Regions from separate parts of the Mus musculus genome. Here region 2 is linked to region 1. A link is a contact called in public Hi-C data. All regions are on one chromosome and are shown on one strand. Each heading gives the region's core, a stretch centred on a gene start, on an enhancer-like site or on the middle of the called end of the contact. The rest is flanking DNA. Distances are from core to core; before and after follow the strand shown. Region 1 has its middle 220 kb from the start of Gm25833. Region 2 overlaps Gm30211 (a long non-coding RNA gene).

The links. Hi-C and Micro-C count contacts between places; a contact is called where the count stands out from the background.
Region 2: a contact with region 1 is called in a Hi-C map of the CH12 cell line. The contact joins two enhancer-like sites.

What each region holds. Positions count from the first base shown.
Region 1 is chr6:68,747,379-68,754,130 of GRCm38.p6, reverse strand. It overlaps Igk. Among named protein-coding and RNA genes, the nearest start is that of Gm25833, 220 kb to the right of the region's middle. Within about 2 kb of position 3,415, at least 11 of the 459 cell types and tissues checked have an H3K27ac peak or open chromatin away from gene starts, as enhancers often do. A contact at or near this core is called in the CH12 cell line, where this site is marked.
Region 2 is chr6:70,749,409-70,756,160 of GRCm38.p6, reverse strand. Gm30211 (a long non-coding RNA gene) reads right to left here. Exons shown (of 7, transcript XR_001785278.2): 7 at 4,471-6,361. Among named protein-coding and RNA genes, the nearest start is that of Gm30211, 24 kb to the right of the region's middle. Within about 2 kb of position 4,105, at least 15 of the 459 cell types and tissues checked have an H3K27ac peak or open chromatin away from gene starts, as enhancers often do. A contact at or near this core is called in the CH12 cell line, where this site is marked.

The sequences.
Region 1 (6,752 bases), core at 2,166-4,665:
ATACACATGGAGGGACCCATGGCTCCTGCCACATATGTGGCAAAGGATAGCCTTGTTGCACATCAGTGGGAGAAGCAGCCATTGGGACTGAGGGGGTTTGTTGTTGCAGTGTAGAGGAACGCCAGGGCAGGAAAGCTGAAGTGAATGAATGGATGGGGAGCACCTTCATAGAGGCAGGTGGAGCAGGGATGGGATTGGGGCTTTCTGGAGGGGAGAGCTGGAAAGGGGATAACGTTTGAATTATAAATAAAGAAAATATGTGAAAAGGGGAGAACAAAAAGAAAGAAAGATTCCTTTCCAAATGTGTCTTTTTTTTTCCTGTCAGTAACTTTGCCTAGAAGACAAGGGTTTAAATAAAGTCTCTTTACTTAACCACCCCTCTGTTTTGTTGTTGTTGTGTTTGTTTGTTTGTTTGTTTGCTTGTTCTGGGTTTTTATTAATGAAACAAAAATGTTATTCATTTACATTTCAAATGATATTCTCCTTCCCAGTTTCCCCTCCAAAAACCCGCCATCAACACTCTGTTAAGCAGCAGGTATTAATTTGACCAGAGGCTTGAAGCAGTTTCTGGCTTCAGAGTAACTTAGAAATTAAAACAGGGGGGTGAGGAACTGGGGATGGCCACTAGCCACTGGCAGGTACTAGGCACCAAAAAAAAAAAAAAAAAAAAAAAAAAAAAAAGTGAGGGTCACAGAATCCAATGGGATCGAATTTAGCTGTAATGTACAGAGAAGATGGAGATAGAACCTGTGAGGACCACCTACAGTGGATAGGCTCTGCCCCTGGCAGAGGGCTAGAGCCACCTACCCATCTCAAAGTTTTATTTATTTTAAATAAATGAATAAATAAATGCCACAGGGGCACATGTTCCACTATGTTCATAGCGGTCTTGTTTGTGAGAGCCAGAAGCTAGCAACAACCCAGATATCCCATGGCAGAAGAATGGTCCAGAAAATGTGTTTCATTTGCATAATGGAATACTACTCAGATATTAAGAACAAGAACATAATGAGTTTTTTCAGGCAAATGGATGGAACTAGAAAATATCATACTCAGAAGGACATGCATATTATGTACTCATTAATAAGTGGATATCAGAAAAAATACAGAATACCCTAGATACAGTCCACAGAACTCAAAGGGGCCAAAAAGCTGAAGGGTCCAAGTGAGGATGCCTCAGGCCCACTTTGGGGAGGGGGTAGAAGAAAGCAATCACAAGTGGGGAGAGAGGGAGAGACCTGTGAGGGAAAGTAGACAGGGCAGGGGGAGGGAGAGGTGAACCTGATATGGTATTGGATGAGGGAAAAGGACAGAAGCCCTGAGGGCCAGCAGAATGAATGGAAACAGGCAACCTCAAGAGGTAGGAAGTTGGGGGAACCCTCCAGAATACAGCAAAGTCCTGGGAGGTGAAAGACTCTCAGGTCTCACAGGGAGACCTTTGATGAAATACCAGACAGTAGGGAGAGGGAACTTATAGAGCCCACCCCCAGCTGAAAGTGAGACAGGGGGTTGCCATCCCATATTCAAAAATGATTCAAAACGGTTCCTCGATGAAAGATCTGCAGGGATGAGAATGGAAAGGAGCCTGAGGAAAAGAAATTCTAGAGACAGCCTAAAAGTGGGATCCAGCCCAAGGGAAGGTCCCAAGGCCTGACACTATTACTGAGGCTATGGACTGCTCACAAAAATGGACCTAGCATGACCTCACTCTGGAAGACCCAACAGGCAGCTTAAAGAGTCAGATGTAGACATTTGCACCCAACCAATGGACAGAAGCTGCTGACCCTTGTTGAAATAGGGAAAGGCTGAAAGGAGCTCAGGAGGAGGGCAACCCTGTAGGAGGGCCAGCAGTCTCAATTAATCTGGACCCCTGAGATCTCTCAAAAACTGGACCACCAAACAGGCAGCATGCACCAGCTGATATGAGGCTCCCAACACGTATATAGCAGAGGACTACCGGGTCAGACAGAGAAGGTGCACCTAACCCTCAAAAGACTGGAGGCCCTAGGTAGTTTAGAGGTCAGGCAGGGTGGGTGGTGGATGGTGGGGGATGAGGACATCCTCATGGAGACAGGGAGTAAAGAGGAGGACAGTTGGAGTGTGGACAAGGGTGGGGAGAGAATGAAATCTGGAATGTAAATAAATCGAAGTTTGTTTTTGTTTTTTTATAACCCAGAAATGTTCCTTTCCAAAGGAAGAACAGGGATAAAAAAATGGAACCAATGGAGACTGAAGGAAGGTCCAATTGGGGAACGGACCCACCTGGGGAATACATTAAGTCTGCAGGCACGAAACCCAACACTATTGCTTGAGTCAAGAGGCACCTGTGAGAGGAGCAAAGTGTGGAAGTTCCTGGGAGGTACAGCCATCAGCTGACCAATGTACAGGCAGGTGCTTGGAGTCATCTGTCAGGATGACTCAGGGAACCTGGTTGAGGAGCTGGCAGAAGGACTGGAGGAATGGAGGGGGATTGAAACCCCATTGGAAGAACAACATAGGCTGGCCTTACCACCCAGTTCTCCCAAAGACTATACCACCAACCAAGGAGTGTACCTAAAGGAATCTTCAGCTCCAGATCCATATGTAGCAGAGGATGGCCTTGCCAGACAGCAACAGGAGGGGGAGGCCTTTTGTCCTGGGGAAGTTTTGTGCCTCAGAGTAGGGGAATACTGGAGCAGTGGGGCAGGAGAGTGTGGGTGTGTGTGGGAGCACTCTCATACAGACAAAAGAAAGTGAGGAGGGAAGATTTGTGATGGGGGACATGGCGGAGGGATAACTGGGAAGTGGGATATTGGAGTCAGTGTTGTTGGAGGAGGTAACTGGGAAGGGGGATATCATTTGAGATGTAAACAAATGAAATGATTAATATTAATAAAAGAAAAAATAATACAGGAAAAGCAGCTTCTGACTTGGACAACAACATGTTCTACAGGAAGCTATCTGAGCTTTACATTATGTAAGACTTCTCTCATGCTTGTATCATGTAAATCAAAGCTCTCAAATAGTGGCTGCTTTTGTGTTCGAATGAGACTGTGATAATAAAAATCACACTTTGTTTTCTGATTAATTTCTTCAAAAGCAGGATGAAGTCCGTGGATTTCTGTGGATGTCTTATATTATTCAGCCCTTCTGAAACATGTTTTTTTTATTATTTTGTTCTCATGACTTTAAGATATTTTCACTAAGATGATCTAGGCTTTCATTAATCCAGTCAATTCTCATTAGCTATAGTGGGCTTGGGCTATTGTTCAGTCTTCTTACCAGCCTTTCTGGTTTAGTTTCTGGCCCATTCTGAATATGGTTGCCATATTTTCTATAAAGAGTGCATTTCACCACATCTAACAATGTAAGTGTTTTAAAAAGGCTGGGGTGAGACAGAAAGTGTCTTCTGAGTAACCACTATACTTTCACCTCTAACTGAATCTGCTTTTCATAGTGTCCTCTAGGGATTCCACACTAATGATAGCTACTACTGTTTGCTCTCTAGAGGGCAGACAGATTTCCTGATGTTACGCATAATTTTCTGAGCAGCTGAACTTCTTCATCTCAGCTCTGTGGTCTTTGTTCCTCTTCATCTTGCATGAATATGGAACATAAAAAAAAAGAACTTCTAGATGTTACCACTCACAGAGGATATCTCTAAATATACCAAAGAATGAGATCCTACTATCCAAGTGCTGACAACTCTTTTATTCTGAGAAAACATACATACATGTGTTTTTGCACACACACATATTACATGTACACATTTATAGTATGATATAATCATATATGTTAAATAACACAATTATGATATTGCAAATGTGAAAATTTATAAGACTATAATCTAGTTTCCAGTTACTTTGCTGTCTATACTGGGCACTGAAAAACTCCCATCTAAAATTTAATCCCATAGATTCCACATATTCTTGTTAAAAGACATGTCCTATGACTGGCTATTAAATTCTGATTTGGAAGATCTCTCTACTGGTTTCAGTTGTCTTGTATTGAAATTTATCTTCTGATTTCTAGTCAGAGATAGCAAGGCACCATTTATCTCATGTACATGGGAGAGTACAGAAAACCGAAGCTATCTTTCACACAGTGTGGTAGCATGTTACAAAACCGGAAATCCCTGAAAAGAGAAAAGATTGGGTCAACACAAATATATAACTTCCCATCGATCTGGTGTGGTCTGGGTTGTCTGAGCCTTTTGCCACTTCTCTTGTTTCATTACTAGATGGCAATCTAAGACAAAGTTTGCATGACTCTGCTGTGGACTGGCAATTATATAGAATAGAACCTTGGTAGGAAGAATGAGAGGAATTTCTGCAAATTTCAGGGGTGTAACATTTCAACTACTATGTAACTAACCAGAATAAACACATTTACTCATCAAATGGATTTATTGGGACTCAACAGATAGATGACTCTGAATGGAGTACCTATCTATTCAGAGGACCTGTTTGGTTTCCAGAATTTTTATTTGGTGGCTAAGAACCAAAAGTAATAACATCAGTTCCAACACATCTCACATCTGTTTCTTTTAAGCTCAATTTAATACATATTCAAAACACACATTTGTTGATTTTATGCCTAGATTATTTGTCTCATCCCAATTTGGAAAAAAAAATATATGTTTATACTGATCTACCAACGTAAGTCATTCAATAATTTCTAACACAGTTGGAATAACTATGCCATAGCAGTTCTAATCCAAATTATTGGAAAATTGATCAGAATGGAAATTATTTTGCCTCCTTGTATGATAGGTAACACAGGATTATATTACTAAAAACTGCTTCTATAACTCTCTAATGCATGGAGCATGGATGTATGGACATCACTGCAACATCTCAAAAGGACTACATTTGTCTTTTTAAATGAGGAGACAACCTCTGTTTTACTAATATTGATTTTAGTCTTTAAAGATGTCAGACTAGGAAACATGGCAAAGTATATCAAGTTACTCAATAAATCTAGCTGTTAAACTATTCACTAATAATGAAAAAATATATTTATTGCATGGTTACTATTTTTTAATTAATTAATTTTTATTAGATATTTTCTTTATTTACATTGGAAATGTTATTTCCTTTCCTGGTTTCCCCTCCAAAAATCTACTATCCCCTCCCCGCTCCCCCTACTCCCCAACACACCCACTCCTATTTCTAGTCCAGGCATTCCCCTATACTGGGGCATAGAGCCTTCACAGGACCAAGGGCCTCTCCTCCTATTGATGACCGAATAGGACATCCACTGTTACATATATGGCTAGAGCCACAATTTCAACCATGAGTTTTCTTTGATTGGTGGTATAGTTCCAAGGAGTTCTGGGGTACAGGTTAGTTCAAATTGATGTTCCTCCTGTGAGGCTTCAGAATGCTTCAGCTCCCTGGGTATTTTCTCAAACTCCTTAATTGGGTACCTTGTTCTTTGTCCAATGGATGACTGTGGGAATCCACCTCTATATTTGCCAGCTACTGGTAGACCCTCACAAGAGACAGCTCCTGTCAGCAGGCTCTTGTTGGCATCTGCCTACTGTCTGGGTTTTGTGGTAGTTTATGGGATGGATCCCTAAGTGGGGTAGTCTCTGGATGGTCTTTCCTTCAGTATCAGCTCCAAAGTTTGTCTTTGTAACTCCTTCGATGGGTATTTTGTTCCCCATTCTAAGAAGGAACGACATATCCACACTTAGGTCTTCCTTCTTCTTGAGTTTTATGTGTTCTGCAAATTGTATCTTGGGTATTCTAAGTTTCTGGGCTAATATCCACTTATCAGTGAGTGCATATCATGTGTGTTCTTTTGTGATTGGGTTACCTCACTCAAGATGATATCATCCAGATTCATCCATTTGCCTAAGAATTTCATAAATTCATTGTCTTTAATACCTGAGAAGTACTCCATTGTGTAAATGTACCACATTTTCTGAATCCATTCCTCTGTTGAGGGACATCTGGGTTCTTTCCAGCTTCTGGCTATTATAAATAAGGCTGCTATGAACATAGTGGAGCATGGGTCCTTATTATAAGTTTGAACTTCTTGCTATATGCCCAGGAGAGGTATTACTGGATATTCCAGGAATACTATGTCCAATTTTCTGAGAAACCTCCAAACTGATTTCCAGAGTAGTTGTACCAGCTTGCAATCCCACCAGCAATGGAGGATTGTTCCTCTTTCTCCACATCCTTGACAGCATCTGCTGTTACCTGAATTTTTGATCTTACTAACTGGTATGAAATGGAATCTCAGGGTTGTTTTGATTTGCGTTTTCCTGATCATTAAAGATGGTGTACATTTTTTCAGGTGCTTCTCAGCCCTTCAGTATCCCTCACTTGAGAATTCTTTGTTTAGCTCTGTACTCCATTTTTAATGGGGTTATTTGAATTTCTGGAGTCCAGCTTCTTGAGCTCTTTGTATATATTGGATATTAGATCCCTATCAAATTTAGGATTGGTAAAAGTCCTTTCCCAATCTGTTGGTGGCCTTTTTGTCTTATTGACAGTGTATTTTGCCTTACAGAAGCTTTGCAATTTCATAAGGTCCCATTTGTCAATTCTTTTTTTTAATATTTTTTATTACATATTTTCCTCAATTACATTTCCAATGCTATCCCAACAGTCCCCCATAGCATCCCCCACACTTCCCCACCCACCCATTCCTATTTTTTTGGCCCTGGCGTTCCCCTGTACTGGGGCATATACAGTTTGCATGTCCAATGGGCCTCTCTTTCCAGTGATGGCCGACTAGGCCATCTTTTGATACATATGCAG
Region 2 (6,752 bases), core at 2,856-5,355, 2.0 Mb before region 1:
GGTTTTCCTACGCATCTAATAAAATGTGTCATGTCTGCTTGCAGAAGCCTCGTCATCTGTGATTCCTTTAAATAGCAAAATGTCCAGTCCTCTGGGAACCTCTGTAGCATATTTAAGAGTTACCCATGTTCATTTTTTTTGTTGGATATATATATATATATATATATATATACATATATATGTATGTATATATATATTCTTTCATGTATATATTTTTTAGATAAATTGTTGAACCATTAGCTTTTATTTATTTATTTATTTATTTATTTATTTAATTGTTTTATTAGGTATTTTCCTCAATTACATTTCCAATGCTATCCCCAAAGTCCCCCATACCCTCCCCCCACTTCCCTACCCACCCACTCCTCCTTTTTGGCCCTGGTGTTCCCCTGTACTGGGGCATATAAAGTTTGCCTGACCAATGGGCCTCTCTTTCCAGTGATGGCCAACTAGGCCATCTTTTGATACATATGCAGCTAGAGTCAAGAGCTCCGGGGTACTGGTTAGTTCATAATGTTGTTCTACCTATAGGGTTGCAGATCCCTTTAGCTCCTTGGGTACTTTCTCTAGCTCCTCCATTGGGGGCCCTGTGATCCATCCAATAGCTGACTGTGAGCATACTTTTGGATATTGTGAATACAGGGTCCTGGTTGTACAGGTTTTCTGTGTTTGGATTTTTGCTGTCTTTGGTTTATTTGTGTACACATGTAATGTATGTTATGTGTAAATTTGCAATTTACAATATTGAAATTTTCCTTCTTCATTTCTTTACATCTATGGTTTTTTAATCTATGGTTGCTCCTGGCAGGTAGGTGAGTGGTTCAGGAAGGGGGTCCTAGCTTATTCTAACTTTCTACTTTCAAAGCACAGAATGCTGGGTTGTGAGAGACGCTCTGCTGTTAGGGACTCTTCTCTTGTGTGGCACTTTTCCGGGGTGGGGGGGCCATCTCACAGTGTCACTAGTTACTTTGGCGACAGGAATTTTGGATTGTTTTGTTGTTTTAGTGTCGGAACTCCAGCTTCTGTTGGTTTTCCTTGCAATGGGGACTCACTCAAGGAAGGACAGATCTCCTCTCTCCACTGAAGCTGAAATATCCATCCTCCCTGCTTCCTGGCAGTAGCGGGGTGTGTCCAGCTGCTCCTACCCAGGGCTTGAGTCCTAAGGGAGTATCTCAGCTCTACCGTGATGCCCCGGAGCGCCGGAGCGCGCCAAACCAACTGCTTAGAGCACTTCCATTTGCTAACAGTCCTTCAAATGAAGCAGGGGCTGGGGCCTGTGGAGGTTGCCTGGGCCTCCTGCTCTCCATGGGCCATCTTGGGCTTCCTCACAGCATGGAGCAGATGGACTCAAAAGAGTTAGCTTTCTAGCGCTGTGACAAATTACCTGAGATAATCAACATAGAAGAAAGGTTTGTTTTGACCAGAGGGTTCAGTTCTTTGTCATTTGCCCCTGGGTTGTTTTTGGGCCTGACAGGAACCAAAGAATGAGGAAGCTGTTCACTTCATGGAGGCCAGGAAGTGGGGAGAGGAGAGGGCTGGGGCATCCCAATATTTCCTTCAAGGCCATGTCCCACTAGGCTTCACTTCCCACGGATTCTTCCACCTTGGCCTTTGGCGGATATTTAACAGATCCATAGCAGGAAAGTGGTTATGGAACTCACGGGCCTTTCTCAAAGTATACAACGTCACACCTACATAGTGTACTCTTCACAGGTAAAGGAGCTGGAAAACCGACTCTACCCGCCCATTAATGCCTTTCCATGTTGATACAGGGGATGACAAAGATGTAAGGATGGTTACTGTGCATTTGGCTGGTGGGAGGGGCAGCGATGCCAGTTACCCGAGTCAGGGCAGCGCGGCCAGCAGTGCCAGATTGTAAAGGTGCTTTAGAGTGGGAACCTGGCTGTTTGCCAATTGTCAGGCTCTCTTGATTCTAATTTTCTAGCACGTAGAATCCCGTGCTATGCTTTTAACAATTCCCCTCTGTTTAATGCCACCACAGCCAGTGTCTATGTACCTAAGGATTTGATGATAACCTTAATCTCTAAGAGAGCTAGTGAGAACTCTAGTAAGAGGCAGGAGAGTTTACCAAAGAGGAAACACCTGAAAAAACGTTCTGCCTCGCTAACATTGAAGACAAAACACCTAAATTAAACAGCAGCAGCAGCAGCATCAGGGTGCCCTTCTTACTGTCTCAGCAACAATAATATAAACAGGGGTGTGGAGATGGCGAGACGGCTTTCCCAGCTTGCCGGTGGGGTTGTAAACTCTTCTGACTTTTCTTACTAGATATTTTTTGGCAATATGTACCAAGAAACAGAAAATGTCCCATTCATTTTTAGTTACTTGTAGGAAACAGTCCTGTACAAGTACATTGCAGGGTGGATACTAATTTAGATATGAAGATGTTTGTACCAAGGTAATATTTTAGCAAATATGGAAACCTAAATGATGTGAATTATTATTCAGTCTTTTAAGATCGAGTTTGTTCACTGGGGTTGTGTGTCTCTCAGTGGGAGAGTGCCTCTAGGTTTGATCTCCAGCACCACATTAAACCCTTGTATGCTGATACAGGCTGTAATTCCAGCACTCAGGAAGTAGAGGCAGGAAGATCAGGAGTTTAAGGTCACCCTTGGCCATCGCTTTGTCAGACCTTGTCTCAAACAAAATAAAACAACAACAAACCAAGATAACACCATCTGTAAAGTACTATATTTGACAACCCATGTGGAATAATTTTAAATGAATATACACATTGATCTTGTCATGATTAGGAACATATACCACTCTGGGTATTCCAAACAATGTCATAGTGGGACCTACTTTGTAGGTGACAAATAGCAGAGAACCCATCATTAAGCTGAAGGGACCTGGAGCTGAGCAATGTCAGGGTTGCAAGAGCTCTCACGGCCTAGAAATTTCCCACTTGGTGGGTGCAAGAGTGGTGGCTACTGGAAAATTCCTTCCCCAGGCAGGGCTGGTGAGCAAATATCCTGGCTTGACCCTTCTACGCTTTACACTTGCCAGTCTAGTGGGATAGTGGAAGCCAGTTTGACAGGGGCCAGGGGTAGGGAGTGAAACCGGAAGCAGATGGAAAATGGCTACTGCATAGCATGATCTCAACTATGTAAAAATAATATGTATCAAATGATGTTAAAAATAGTCTTTGATGGATTGATAGCTACCTCCTATTCCCCTCCCCCCCCTTTTTTTTTTAAAGAAAGAGGTCAGGAATTACAGATGCAAGCATCACCAACAGAATACAAGAGACAGAAGAGAGAATCTCAGGTGTAGAAGATACCTTAGAACACGTTGACACAAATTCCTAATCCAAAACATCCAGGAAATCTAGGGCAAAAAGGTGACATTTTAGATAAGTCATTATCTAAATAATAAGCCTTTTAAATAATAAGCCTTTAAAATGATAATTTTAGATAAGTCACCCGAGAGACTCTGGCCTCAGAACTTGGTGTCACTCAAGGCAGTGGCCAGAAGGGAGCGCTCCAGCCCAGCACGTCAAAACCTCCAAGGCCAGGCAGAGGCTGGGATTTCTGTGACCACAGCAGAGTGGGCTATTTGGGAGACATGGCCTTATCAGTTACTGTCCTTAAAGGCTTATTATCTCTGTTTTCATTTCAACAGTCCTTCCTCTTTGGGAAAGTTATTGTCATGGTCCTTTAGAAAGCTAAGCTGAACATCACCGGACCTCACGGTTTCTTCCGGGTCCTGTTGGAGTGTTTGGCACTTGCTCACTGATTGATCAGAGAGCCCCACTCTCCTGGTTATGCGTGGCTAAAGGAACGTGTTCTGAGGTGCTTAAGGCTCCTAGTGCTGGATAATTAATATGTGCCCATAAAATCCACTGTGGTGTCCCCCCCAGTAAATCCCTTAGGTCTCTCAGTATGCTTGCATTTCTAGTATTTCTCTTCATCATCTGACTCTGTCTGGGACAACAGCCCTGGGTCCAGTTAACCAGCAAAAACTACACGTGTGGCTGTTTATGAAGTGGCCAGGACATTTTCTAGCATGGAAGATGGGTTCGTTTGACTGTTTGCTACTTCAGCTCACTGCCAAGCCCTTAACTTTGTTATCGTAAGCGCACAAAGCCACCCATAACTGACTGTGCTGGCTGGGTTGGGGTGCAAATCTGCCTGTCTGAAGCCCCTGCCCACACGACTCCTTCAGGCAGACGGTTTTTCTATGGACATCTACTGACAGGTTATCACAGGTCAGGGGAGGTTGTTTTAGGGAACATGGAAGTTTTCCTGGGAGAATATGAGTCAAACTTAAATACTGGACACTTTAAAGCTACATTAGGGCTCAAATCTGAGCTCAACTGCAGTCCTAGGGAGATCCACCCTGGGCTGCCACTAGGGTCCTCACAGTGAGTGCTGCTAACTGACTGCCCGTGCAGAAACTGGGTAAAGAGCAGTGTCCTGAATCCACTCCCCCCCCGCCCCGCCCCCGGCTGTGTACCCCTCACAGGTTGGTCCCTCTCTGTGTGTGGTTGCTGTGGGAGGGATTGTTGGAAAGTCCAAGGGAGGTTAAGGAAATGGAAGAATAATCTTAGGTAACTCTTCATAGCTTGGCTTCCCCAAGGACTCCCTCACCCATATTCTCCGTTAGAGAGAGTCTGCCTTCATTTCTGTGTTTCCCCCTAATATCTATTTCTGCTGTTTGTTGTAGTGTTAAACTTCTGTTTTAGAAAAGGACTTAAGACCATGCACAGGAAAATGTTGTTTTTTTTTTTCCCCGAAATACAAAAAGTGTGTGTAATCAAAACAGAATTGTAAATAACATTCAGTTAGGAAGCTTGGAAAGATGCTTCCTATGGTAGAGAGAGGCTGACATTTGTAAAGCCGAGGTAGTCTCTCTTCCTCTCAACTCCAAGGCCCTGAGTTTGACCCGCAGCAAAAACAAACAAACAAATGAAAACTTCAGTAAGAAACAAAACAAAATATCTCAATCCAAGCAAAAATAAAGGCCTGCCTGTAATTGGTTAAAACGGGGCCTGGACTCCTGAGGTGTGAAGACTGTCTCTGAGCAAGCTTTACCCCTGCCTGACGCTGTTGGCAGAGGCTGGCCCTGGGGATACTTGGGATTTTGCAGAATTGGGTTTTGCGTTCCCTATGCTAACGTCCAAGCATCAATTCCTAAGAACAAAACTCTTGTTTTATTTAAAAATACATTCTCACCGAGTTTACGTACAATCAAACTCACAGGATGCATGCTTATTCTTAAAACATGTTGCTGTATAATGTGCACGCATGTAAAGTTCCATATTTATGTTTAAAAGTTTCAAGAAAGGAACTTTTTTTTTTTCTGAGTAATCATGGTTGTGTTTCTGACTGCATGTCTACACTTTCAATGATTATAAATTGCGTTCATGGGCAGTCTTTTATGGGCACCCACAAGATCACTTCTAGTCCCCAGTGTGTAATCTAAGTGTAAATTATGGCAATGGAGAAATGATCCAAAACAGTTACTTAAACGCAGAGTTGCTTTCTAGAATAGATTTTTTTCTGAATAATTTTCTGTACTTAAAATAATTATCTCTTTTATAGTTGTAATTTTATCAGTAAGGATAATTCTAAGTGAATTCCAATGGCTATTTTTGTTGTTGTGGTGGTGGTTTTGAGACAGGGTCTTACTCTGTAGACAGGACTCCTGGTTCTGGGGCTCTGATGTTGGTAATTTTAGGAGAGACTTTGACGCTTGAGGACAGCTCACGCAACCCCTTCTTTTAAAACCCAGTTACTTTTCTGACACACTGATGGTTAGTTTTCATCTGGCTTTAAGAAGTCTCCATTAGAGCTAAAATGCTTCATGAAAAGCGTCTTAGCCCGGGGAGTGGGGGAGTAGAGAGGATTACTTTCCAATGGCTACTCATTGTACTGCTAGAATACTTTGCTCCAAAAAATTACATGAAGAAATTTCCAGCAGGCAAATCAGTAAAAAGAACATGTATTCGTCTGTAGTTCCTTTTCTTTAACATATTCAGAAATGACTCAAGGATACAAGTAGACACACACATGTGGGAGTTAGAGAGAATTGGCTTGATCAAAACATGCAGCTATCCCAGACATACCCTCACTAATTAATCCCAGACAGCTGTGTAAGCATAGCACATTCTCACCATGGCTTAACCTGTTTTTACAGCATACACATGGCTTGACAACAAAGCCTAATTGGTAATTCTGTTTGCTGGAGGCAGAGATTTTACCTTTCAGGTCATTTAATCCCAGCTGTTAGGCTGTGTGTTTGGTTAAGTAGTAGCTTTCCACTTCAGGGGCTGGAGCAGGCTCTCCACACTGAGAGATGATCCCCAGGGAGCCCAGCATGGGAGGCATTGGCTTCATCTCTGTTCGAAAACAAGGCAGAGGCTGCTGTCATGCTTCCATGTGGCATATTGTTCTAGTTCTAGTTGCTGGATATTCTTTATTATAAAACAGTATTCAGCATCCAGAAATTATTAGCGCATATTAATTGCACAAAATACCAATTTTCATTTTTTTTTTTTTTTGAGACAGGGTTTCTCTGTATAGCCCTGGCTGTCCTGGAACTCACTCTGTAGATCAGGCTGGCCTCGAACTCAGAAATCCGCCTGCCTCTGCCTCCTGAGTGCTGGGATTAAAGGCGTGCGCCACCACGCCTGGCCTTCATTATATTTTTATACGTGTGTAACAAGGTTGGATCATAGTCACCGGTTTCTTGTCCTTGTTTCCTTCTTTACCTTCCTGCTGTCTGACTCC